Linked DNA regions of Hordeum vulgare: region 1 is linked to region 2. The links are chromatin contacts, called in public Hi-C maps. All regions are on one chromosome and are shown on one strand. Each heading gives the region's core, a stretch centred on a gene start, on an enhancer-like site or on the middle of the called end of the contact. The rest is flanking DNA. Distances are from core to core; before and after follow the strand shown.

Evidence for each region. A called contact is a pair of places that touch in the nucleus more often than the background predicts.
Region 1: a Hi-C map of seedling shows a contact between it and region 2, with 1.9 times the contacts expected there. The contact joins the promoter of LOC123442789 here to the promoter of LOC123442786 in region 2. A contact is called at or near these places in 2 of 6 Hi-C or Micro-C datasets (leaf and seedling).

Annotation. Positions count from the first base shown.
Region 1 is chr3H:31,284,819-31,289,563 of MorexV3_pseudomolecules_assembly, forward strand. It overlaps LOC123442789 (protein BREAST CANCER SUSCEPTIBILITY 2 homolog A-like), which reads left to right and starts at 2,320. Exons shown (of 16, transcript XM_045118923.1): 1 at 2,320-2,608; 2 at 2,723-2,779; 3 at 2,929-3,099; 4 at 3,201-3,266; 5 at 3,410-3,514; 6 at 3,946-4,074; 7 at 4,171-4,293; 8 at 4,401-4,535; 9 at 4,640-4,745. The coding sequence starts at 2,443.
Region 2 is chr3H:30,882,779-30,887,913 of MorexV3_pseudomolecules_assembly, forward strand. It overlaps LOC123442786, which reads right to left and starts at 3,462. Exons shown (of 10, transcript XM_045118919.1): 1 at 3,377-3,462; 2 at 2,899-2,975; 3 at 2,148-2,351; 4 at 1,822-1,943. The coding sequence starts at 2,208.

The DNA.
Region 1 (4,745 bases), core at 1,070-3,569, 400 kb after region 2:
ATGGGTCGCCCCTATTATGCTGGAGCATTGAGGCATGCCGAATGCTATACTCGCTATATGCGAGAAATAGAAAAGAGCACTTGTTGCTACGATATATAGGTGTGTTTGGTTTGTGTCATGGGTTGAAATGGAACGGGTACGTTCCACAGCCGAGCCTCGTCGTTGTGTTTGGTTGGACCCGAACTGAATACACACTTGATATGCCACTTGCACATTCCTTCAAATTGAAGGAGTCATGTGGAATGACCTCTGCATGGGGCTTTCACCCCCTTCCTCAGACAATTCCCCTTTCATTTCGTCAAGCCCCTGCCATCTAGTCACTCCCTCACCTCTCGATCCTCGTTAGAGTAAAGAACCATAGTCATCGGATTAGCTCCGGCACCATCCACCCCTCATCTCTTCCTCTCTCTCTTACTCCGTCAACTGACACCATCATTGAAGGAGCTCGTCCCCACCCCCATGGTGCAGATGTGGTTACCATGTTCGTCACCTCCCACCCCTAGTCCCAGCTACCTATGCCGACTCCTCTCATGCAGGATACCGCCACTGCGACGACCCAACCACCTTCCACCTTTTTGTGCGTTGAGCCACCTCAATTCAGCTCACTCCAACCCTTGATCTGGACAACACTCAGGCACTTCCGCAGATTCGACAACAAGGAACAACGACAACAACGATTGTGTTGGGTGAAGAAACAATTTCTATTAAAAATAGATGAGTTGAACAGTTTCATTCTATTCTATCATTCAAACTCGAAACAAAAATGTTATTTTTTTGAATTTTCTCTACGAAATGAAAGACCGAAACCGACCAATTTCTAGTTTTTTAGGAATAAACCAAACTTTATTAATTAAAGACCACACTTTGTGGGACACAATTTGGGTCATGTGGTTGGCCAGACCAAACATGACGATCTAGAGCCAGCGAAAGGGAAAATCTAGCTTAACTATATGCGTCAACAATGGCCGCACGACCTTCGAAAATAAAATTACACAAAAAGGTAGAAGTTCTAGTCCTTATCTGTGTGATGATTGGTCCTGTTCTTCCATGACTGCCGTGCTTACAGTCTTCAACCAATTGCTTTGAATCATAAGCTATGCTAATATTCTGAAGCTGTAGGTCTTGGACTAGCGAGAGAGCTTCGCGACAGACACACCTTGCGAAAATAGGCGGTTCCGGCAGCATGCGGGCTAGGGATAAATCCTATTTGGCGTTGCAGGCGCCGGTTAAAGTGCATTTTTCTTAACCGACGCCTGCAGTGTTCGGTCATTTGCCGACCTATGTAAGTTCTAGCGGGAGGGAGGTTTTTCCGATTTTGTGAAGCTTTTGGAAGCTTCCTAGATGGGTTTTTTCATTTAGGTTTTTTCAGGACTGATTTTTCTTCAATTTTTCTCTATTTCTTATTTTTGTATCCTTTTTTATGAATTTTTTCAAATTAACAATCTTTTTTCCAAATAAATGAAGCTTTTTAAAAAATTTATGAACTTTTTTGAATATCGATGATCTTTTTTCAAATTTTGATGAACTTTTTTGAATTTTTATGATTTGTTTTTGAAAGGGATGAACTTTTTCAAAATTGATGAACTTTTTAAATATTTGTGATTTTTTCCAGTTGAACGAACTTTTTGAAAAAGTACATGATTTTTTATTTTGGTTTTCGAATTTGGTGAACTTTTGAAAAAAATGTTATTTCTTTTCAGATTAGGTGAACTTTTGTTCCAAATCCTATGAACGTTTTTCAAACTTTATGACTTGTTTTTCAAATTTGATTATTTTTTTAAAAGTTCAATGATTCTTTATCAAATTTGATTACTATTTTGCAAATTCGATAAACTTGTTTCTGTTTTGTGAACTTTTTTCGAAATTAATGATCATTTTTTCGAATTGGTGAACTTTGTTTCGAAAGATTTGATGAACTTTTCATATTTTTGTGGACTAATTTTCAAATTCAAGATATTGTTTTTAGATGCACGAACATTTTTTATTTTCATGATTTTTAAATAATAATTCAAAAGGCAAAGGTTGACCAATGGATCAACCAATTTACCATGACAATTTTTACTTTCTAGAAATTCAACGACTGGTGTATGGGATCGGGCGTCCACCTTTTTGTTGGGCCGGACCAGGATCCGACGCTGCAGGCACCGGGAGAGGGAACGGGCTCGTGCAGCGCCGTGTAGGAGCACCCCGGGCTAGGCTCTGACCCGACCAGGCTGGACATCCCTGTGTGCCCGCAAGCCCACGGTACGGTAGGGCCGGCCCATCTTCCTCGGGCGCGACGAAAAAAAAGCGGGAGCGAGCACGCTGCGCGCCGCTTGGCCATCACCCTTTCCAAGAGAGTTTCGTCCCAAATCTCTCTCGCTCTCTCTTTTCGGACCCGTCGCGCCGCCGGCGATTGAGCGAGAGATTCCCGCCGAGATTCCGGGAGAGACCCCCGCCGCGATGCCGAGAAGGTGGCAGGTCTGGGGCCGGCCCGACGGCAGCCAAGTCTGGATCCCCGCCCCCGACCCCGACGCGCCGCCGCCGCCCGCCGCGGCCCCGCCTCTTCCTGCGCCGGGGCGCGCCGCGGGGATAGCCGCCGCTTCATTCGAGGACGCGCCGGCCAAAGGTACGGCCCCATCGTCCTCTCATCTCGGCGTCTGTTCCTTCCTAGAAATTGTGCTGGATACTGACTTGACTGGCCCCCCTCCCGCGTCGTCGTTTCTCCGATCCGAAACCCTAGGCCAGGACGCTGCTGACGGCTGCCGCGTAGAGTCCATGGCCGACCTCCTCGTCCAGGGTACCGCCTCCTCCCTTCACCTCGTCATACTTGGTCCTGTCAGTGCGAGCACGGTGTGCCCTCATGTGTGTATACCCCGTCTCGGCGTTTGGACGCAAATGCTTTTTTTTAACTGGTGACTGGCCTGTTGCTGCTGATGGAATCTGCAGCGCGGAGCAAGCTGCTCGAAGGTGATGGGATGGCCGGAGCAACCGGGGATGCAGGAAAAGGTGAGCTGTTCTGCACTGGGTCGGGGAGACCAGTGTCTCTCAGCGAGAGGGCTATAAGGAGGGCCAGGGCTTTGGTCGGGGAGGAGGTGGAGAAGGCTGGCATTAAGAGAAGTAAGAGCTTATGTGCCCAACTTTTCGTTTGCTTCGGTCGAATTGTTCCGTTGTCCGTTTCTGTATGTTCTCTGCTGGGCTGACCAGATTTTGTGTTTCAGAGCAACCATTTGGGGATGTACCTGATGTAGAGGGCGGATTGAGAGGAATGGACGCCCCATTTAGAGGTAAGACTTGCTTCCTTTTTCTCTGCAGAGACAAGATTGAATGTTGCAATGATAGCCAGAAAGTGCCTAGGTTTGATAGCTGTACGAACTTTATTTTCTCGAGGTTATGCATCACTATCAGTTTTCCATCTTATGAAATTTAGGTGGAGTGCATAACACTGCCATGCCCCCATTGTTCCAAACTGGATCAGGAAAAGCAGTCTTGCCAGGCAGAGACTCAATCCAAAAGGCAAGAGTTATTTTAGAAGGTAGGAAGTTTAACACATGTTTACTTTCTATGTAAATGCTGAAAGTGCTTTGTTATCACTTTGTTCATGGCAACATTTATATGGCTCGGAGTAATTTAGGATCTGTTGATCCTTTGTACTGTTAGAAATTATATCATAATTAATAATAAATCAGCGACAATTAATATGGATCGGAGGGAGTAGAATATTTATCAAACTAGCCAAATTTTCCGCAGCTGGTGGACTATTTATTATACTTACAACTGAAGATGTATTTAGATGTGCTTAGCTTGTTGAACATTTCTACTCCATAGAAGTAACATACAGTGACTTAGACATAATTTTATTTATTGGTAGCTGTATATTTTTTTTGTTTGTGAAAACTTCTGGTATATTTTCCAGTTTTTCTTAGCATTTTTTTTTTGAAAGCTGTCACTTTTGTTACACAATAGATGTTGATAGTGCTGCTTGTGCCGTACAACCAACGTTCCGTACTGGAATGGGTAGGGCGGTTCCTGTGAACCGGGCCTTTATTGGTAAAGCAAGAGCTGTTTTGGAGGGGCAAACGGCTGCAGAACAAGGTCATTATGATGATAGTATAATAAAAGTTCTGGATAGTTTCTTAAAGAACAAATTCCAAGCATGCCTTAAATTTTTGAAATAACTGACTCTGTCAGCAGGTGTTGACAGCATGGAACAATTTCCACTGTTCCAAACTGGTTCAGGAAGAGTTGTATCAGTCAGTTCAGCATCTATTCAGAAAGCTAAGTCTGTGTTGAAGGATAATAATACAAGCGAGGGTGAGCTATGCTTTTTCTGCTTTGAATTCGGAGCTAATGATCTTGCCTGGTTATTGTGAAACACATGCCTTTTTTTTGGTGTACTGATGGTATTCCTCTCCTATTAGAAAATCCAGAGAGTTTTGGTAGGCCTAACCAGTCTATGATGTTCCAAGCTGGTTCAGGAAGACAAGTCACGATCAGCGAAAGATCCATTGAGAGATCTAGAGCTGTGCTGAATGAGGGAGATGCGGAAAAGAGTGGTAAGATGGAGTACCTGGGTCTTTTAAAAAAAGCTTGGACTATCTGTCTTTAATTTATCCAAACAGCTACACTGATTATTTCTACGTGATACTTCTTTGTGTAGGACATTGGGATACTGGCTGCCAGTTCCCAATGTTCCAAACAGTATTAGGGAAGCCTGTTGCTGTGAGCTCGAGCTCAGCTCAGAAGGCAAGGGCAGTATTGGAGGA
Region 2 (5,135 bases), core at 2,212-4,711:
AAGGCAGTATGGAAAAGTATGGGCATTTAGAACATCATTGAGAAGGCCCTGAATATTGACCGTTCGGTTCAGTTATAGTAAGCCACTGCATGACATGCTCAAAAAGGGCCAGTTCATGTGGTCTGCAGCTCAGGACAGTGCTTTTCAGCAGGTGAAGCAGACAGTGATCTCTGCCCCTGTTCTTGCATTACCTGATTTCTCCACTCCTTTTGTACTGGAAACTGATGCCTCTGGCACTGGAATTGGAGCTGTACTTATGCAAAATGGAAAAGCATTGGCTTACTATAGTGCACCTCTTTGCCCTAGGAATTCCGTCATGTCTCATGTCCACTTAAGAAAAAGAAGCACTAGCTATAGTAGAAGCTTTGAAAAGGTGGAGACACTATTTTCTGGAGGAAAGTTAATTATCAAAACAGACCAGCAGTCTCTGAAGTTTATCATTGATCAGAGACTTACAGAAGGCAATTCAACATAAGCTAATGATGAAGTTACTGGAATTTGATTTTTCCATACAGTACAAAAAGGGTATCCACAACAGAGAAGCAGATGCTCTTTCTAGAAAAGTTCATCAGCTCATGACTCTGTCTATGAGAATTCCTCTCTGGGCACAGAATTTATATGACAGCTACCAACAAGACATTTTTACAAGCCCATTTTGGAACAGCTGCTCTTACACAACAATGCCTCCCCTACAGACTACTCCTTTTACTATGGAATCATCAGATATAAGGGCAAGATTGTTGTGGTTGACAATACTGAACTGAAAACAAAATTGTTGACAGCCCTACATTCCTCTCCTATTGGTGGACATTCTGGTATGAGGGCTACTTATCAGAGAATTAAGAATACTTTCTTTTGGCCTGGATTAAAGAAGTTTGAGGAGAATTATATTGCACAGTGTCCTGTTTGCCAGAGAGCCAAAGGTGAGCATTGTCTTATACCTGGTGTCTTAGACCCTCTGCCCATTGCTGATATGGCCTGGCAACACATTACCATGGACTTTATAGAATGATTGCCTAATTCTCATGGGAAGGAGGTGATAGTGGTGGTAGTAGACAGATTTACCAAATATGCCATTTTATTCCACTTTCACACCCCTACACAGTTCAGTCTGTTGCTACAACCATAAGGAGAGGCGGCAACAGTAACAGCGACGAACCATAAGCACACACGGCAGTGGCAACAAGCAGATTGCATTTTTTTCCCTTTTGAGTATTGGTTTTTCTATTTAATCTCGAGTCTAGCCGGTTTACCATGTAGGCCAGCAGGCAACTAGGCATTTACGTTGTTTGATGTTGTGTTTCAACTTCAAAGTGAGGTCAGTAGCAATTAGGCATGTAGGCATGCAGCTCGTTTGATTGGACATGATTTTCCTCGCACAAATATTGGGAACGATTGACGGGCATTCAAAGAAGTATGGTATAAATTCTATGATTTGTTATAGTATAGTATAGATAGATGTCCGCTATTGTTTCTGTTGTTTCTTTTCAGGTCTAGGAGTATTTTTGTAATATTATTTTGACATAATGTTTACTCAAAGACAGTTTTTAAAATTGGAAAAAGGAAATGGAATACTTCAAGGCTATTGTTAATGCTTTTTCCTGTTTCTGCTAGTTGAATTTCATGAATTTGGGTTGAGTAGACTTGCATTTGTACCTAATTTTTTAAAGCTTAAATGTTTGCCCCGTCTAACTTCAATTCCTAGATCTGGCGTTGAGTAAGACATGGTTTCACGTGGCACTAATGAGAAAATGTACGCACAAAAATCAACTCACACAATGGCACCAAAAATACATACATGTGCAAGAATCAGCAAGGTACCTTCTTCGCTGCAGTCTGCTCAAAGATGTCATCCATCTGCCGGCGGTAGATCATGAGGCGACCGACCGCTCTCCCGGTCATCCTCCCTGCCACTCTTGCCATCTTGATCATGTCACTGGGCTCTGCCAAGAACAGATGAATCAGACTAAACGGAAAAAAAAGGACCCGCGCTGCAGTTTCTCACAAATTGTGAAAAGAGAGCTCCCCAAATCATCTTCTTATGGCAGCAATCGGCAAAATAACCTATCCGATTGAGCAGCTCAGGCAGGCAATGAGATCAAATGAAAGGCAAAAGAAAAGAGAGGTGATGTGGCTCCAAGTCTTACTCATCATCACGGAGCAGGCCCCAAGGATGACCAAAAGCTGGCCGGTGGAGACGCCCAGCATGTTGTCCGCTGGAACCACTGACCCACCGGCAGGAGAGATAGGAGATCTCACCACCTGGCGAGGGCGGCACAGCTGGTGCGCGGAAGCTGGAGAGTTGCGGTGCGGCCGTGACTCAGCTTTGGGCTGGTCCAGGGGTGGTAGGCCTACCGTAACGAATGATGTGGATCGAATAGTCAATGATAGTAGGGAAAAGAATAAGAGGTTGTAATGAAATCCATTCTTTTGTTGAAATCCTATTCCGTTTGCTACAGCACAAGGTCATTCCATCACACAAATAATAAACCAAGCCATGTCACATATGCTACAGAAAGCATTCGTAATAAATAAACCAGGTCATATATGACATGGTTCAACAACCATCCCTACATATCCAAGTATGATTTGTCCTCCGCCATATCAAAGCACGAACACACCTTCAACTTCAATCAGCATATTCAGTAACACAAATTAATATGCCAAGCCATATTTCTTCAATCAGCATATTCAGTAACACAAATTAATATACCAAGCCATATTTGACATGGTCCAGCAAGGCTTCTAAACCAAATAAATAAACCAAGCCAAAAGCACATGCTGCAGCTACACTGATTTTTCCTCCACCATATCAAATCATGGACAAACATCAATCAATATCCACTAGCAAGCCATCAAATTTGTAAACAGAAGCAAGCACATGGCAAGATAAATAACCTGGGAGAGCAAAAAATATGTATTTGTTAGTCACGAGCCTTCAATTGGCCTTCAGGATGTGCCGACCTTGAAACAACCTGCAAATTCCAGAGAAATAGTCAGCATCTAAGAATCCAGCACGGGAGGAATTGGGATTTAAGAAGTGGTTAAAAGTGAGGCGAGCTGACGCCGCCATGGGGTACGGGAGGGGGCGGCGACCAGCTACTGCTCCACGACCCGCATCGGACATGGACGGGGTGGGGGTGAGGTCCCGCATCCAAGATGTGTGGTATAGGCAGGGGAGGGATGAGGACTGGCCGGATGGGGCAGAGGCGGAGAGGGAGGAGACACGCCGATGGCCGGAGATGGAGATGGAGATGGAGATGTCGAGCGGGGACAGAGGGGATCGATGCGGGCCGCACTGGCGATTGGGGGCGCTACCGCCGTTGCCGGCCGGAGACAGGAAGGGAGGGGGAGGAGGGGCGAGGCCGGGGCTCACCTGCGCCGCCGCTTCTCCCCTCGTCCCGCGCCGGTGCCGCGTCTCGCTTCACGCGACAAAAATAATAATATATAGAACATCTTTTTAGAACTACTGTACTCACTCTCACATGAAGCCGAGCGCAATAAGGACCGGCCCAGGCACGGGGGAGCCACAACATCGTTTTTTTTTGTCTTCCATGTTATTTTCTTTCCATTTTTTCTTTCTTTTTATTTACTTTAGTTTATACTTCCAAGTTCTAAATAAATTTATTAAAAACACTTTCGTAAAAACGCTTCCAAAAACTGTTATCCAAGCATTTGAAAAATGTTAAACATGTATATAGATTTTTTTTTCATGTATAAAAAAAACTACTCCCTCGGTCCAAAAATTCTTGTCTTAGGTCTGTCTAAAAATGGATGTATTTAAATACTAAAACGTGACTAGGTACATTCACATCTAAACAAATGTACGACAAGAATTTTGAAACGGAGGGAGTATAATGCGTGTGGAAAAAATTGATAAAGCATTTAATAAATTTTTAATCCACCATTTGAGAAAATATGTTACACAAGTGTTTATAAAAATTTAATCAAGCATTTGAAAACGTTAAATGTGTATAAATTGTTTTGACCATGTATTCAAAAAATGGTAATCTTGTATTAAAAATATTAATTTCTTATAGAAAAATGTTGACCATGTATTTTAAAATGTTAAGCTTGTACTTAAAAATGTTAATCAAATTAAAAAAACATAAATGTGTATAAAACAAAATTTGATCATGTATTCAAAAAAATGTTAATCTTGTACTTGAAAAATTATTAAATCAAGATTTTTGAAAAAAAATCATCATTGATTGGAGCTCTTAATGGGTATGACATCCAAAATTGGCACCCGATAGCTTAACGACGACCACAACTTAACGAAAAAACTTTCATGACACGCCATTTATCACCACAGAAGTGAACACTTCTATGATACTAAATGCATTATTGTCATGAAAACACTTCCATAACAACACATGTATGACTATCTTGATTCTCTCATAAAATCGTCATGGATATACATGCGTGACACAAAATGTGACCTATTATAACAAAGTCGTACCATCACATATGTGTTTTCTGATAGTGCACACAGTCGCGGACGGTCCTCTTGTCGGAGGGGGGACCGAGCTCTCCTTCCATCCATCTGAGTGGTTGCTCTTCGTACTGTGGAGTGGCAAGGATGCGCCGAAGCAATGTAGGGATCTGACTCTGGTTCCTTCTGGGCCCCGACTACGCGACGTCAATCGACCACGAGACTGAGAAATGAGCTTGTTTTAAGCGATCGTCACCTTCAGAAAGGTAGACACTTGCGGGATGCCATCCACGACAATCCCATCACCCTGTGTCGGACAACTGAAGGGTCAAGGCGTCGATGTCGAATGTTATCTGCCAGTGCCTGCTCGCAAACAACCAAGTTATGCTCAAGTTGAGCCACACGTGCGCCTTCTGCCAGAGTCTCCTCGTGTGTGACCTCAAGGACCGTGTCAGTCACCAAAACACCCAGAATATGGGTATTGAGGAGTCATTCATACCTCGCGCTACTTGAGAGGGTCCTTATCCACTGCATCTCCGTCGTTCGTGTTAAGAATATAATAGTTGCTTATTAATTAAGCTAATTAGGATTAAGTTAAGTGGTAGATAAGTTACTTGGTTCTCATGTACTTCCTTGGCTCTCAAGGCAACTATGTAATTCCTTGGCTTTCAAGTAACTATTGGTTACTTAACTGCCAAGC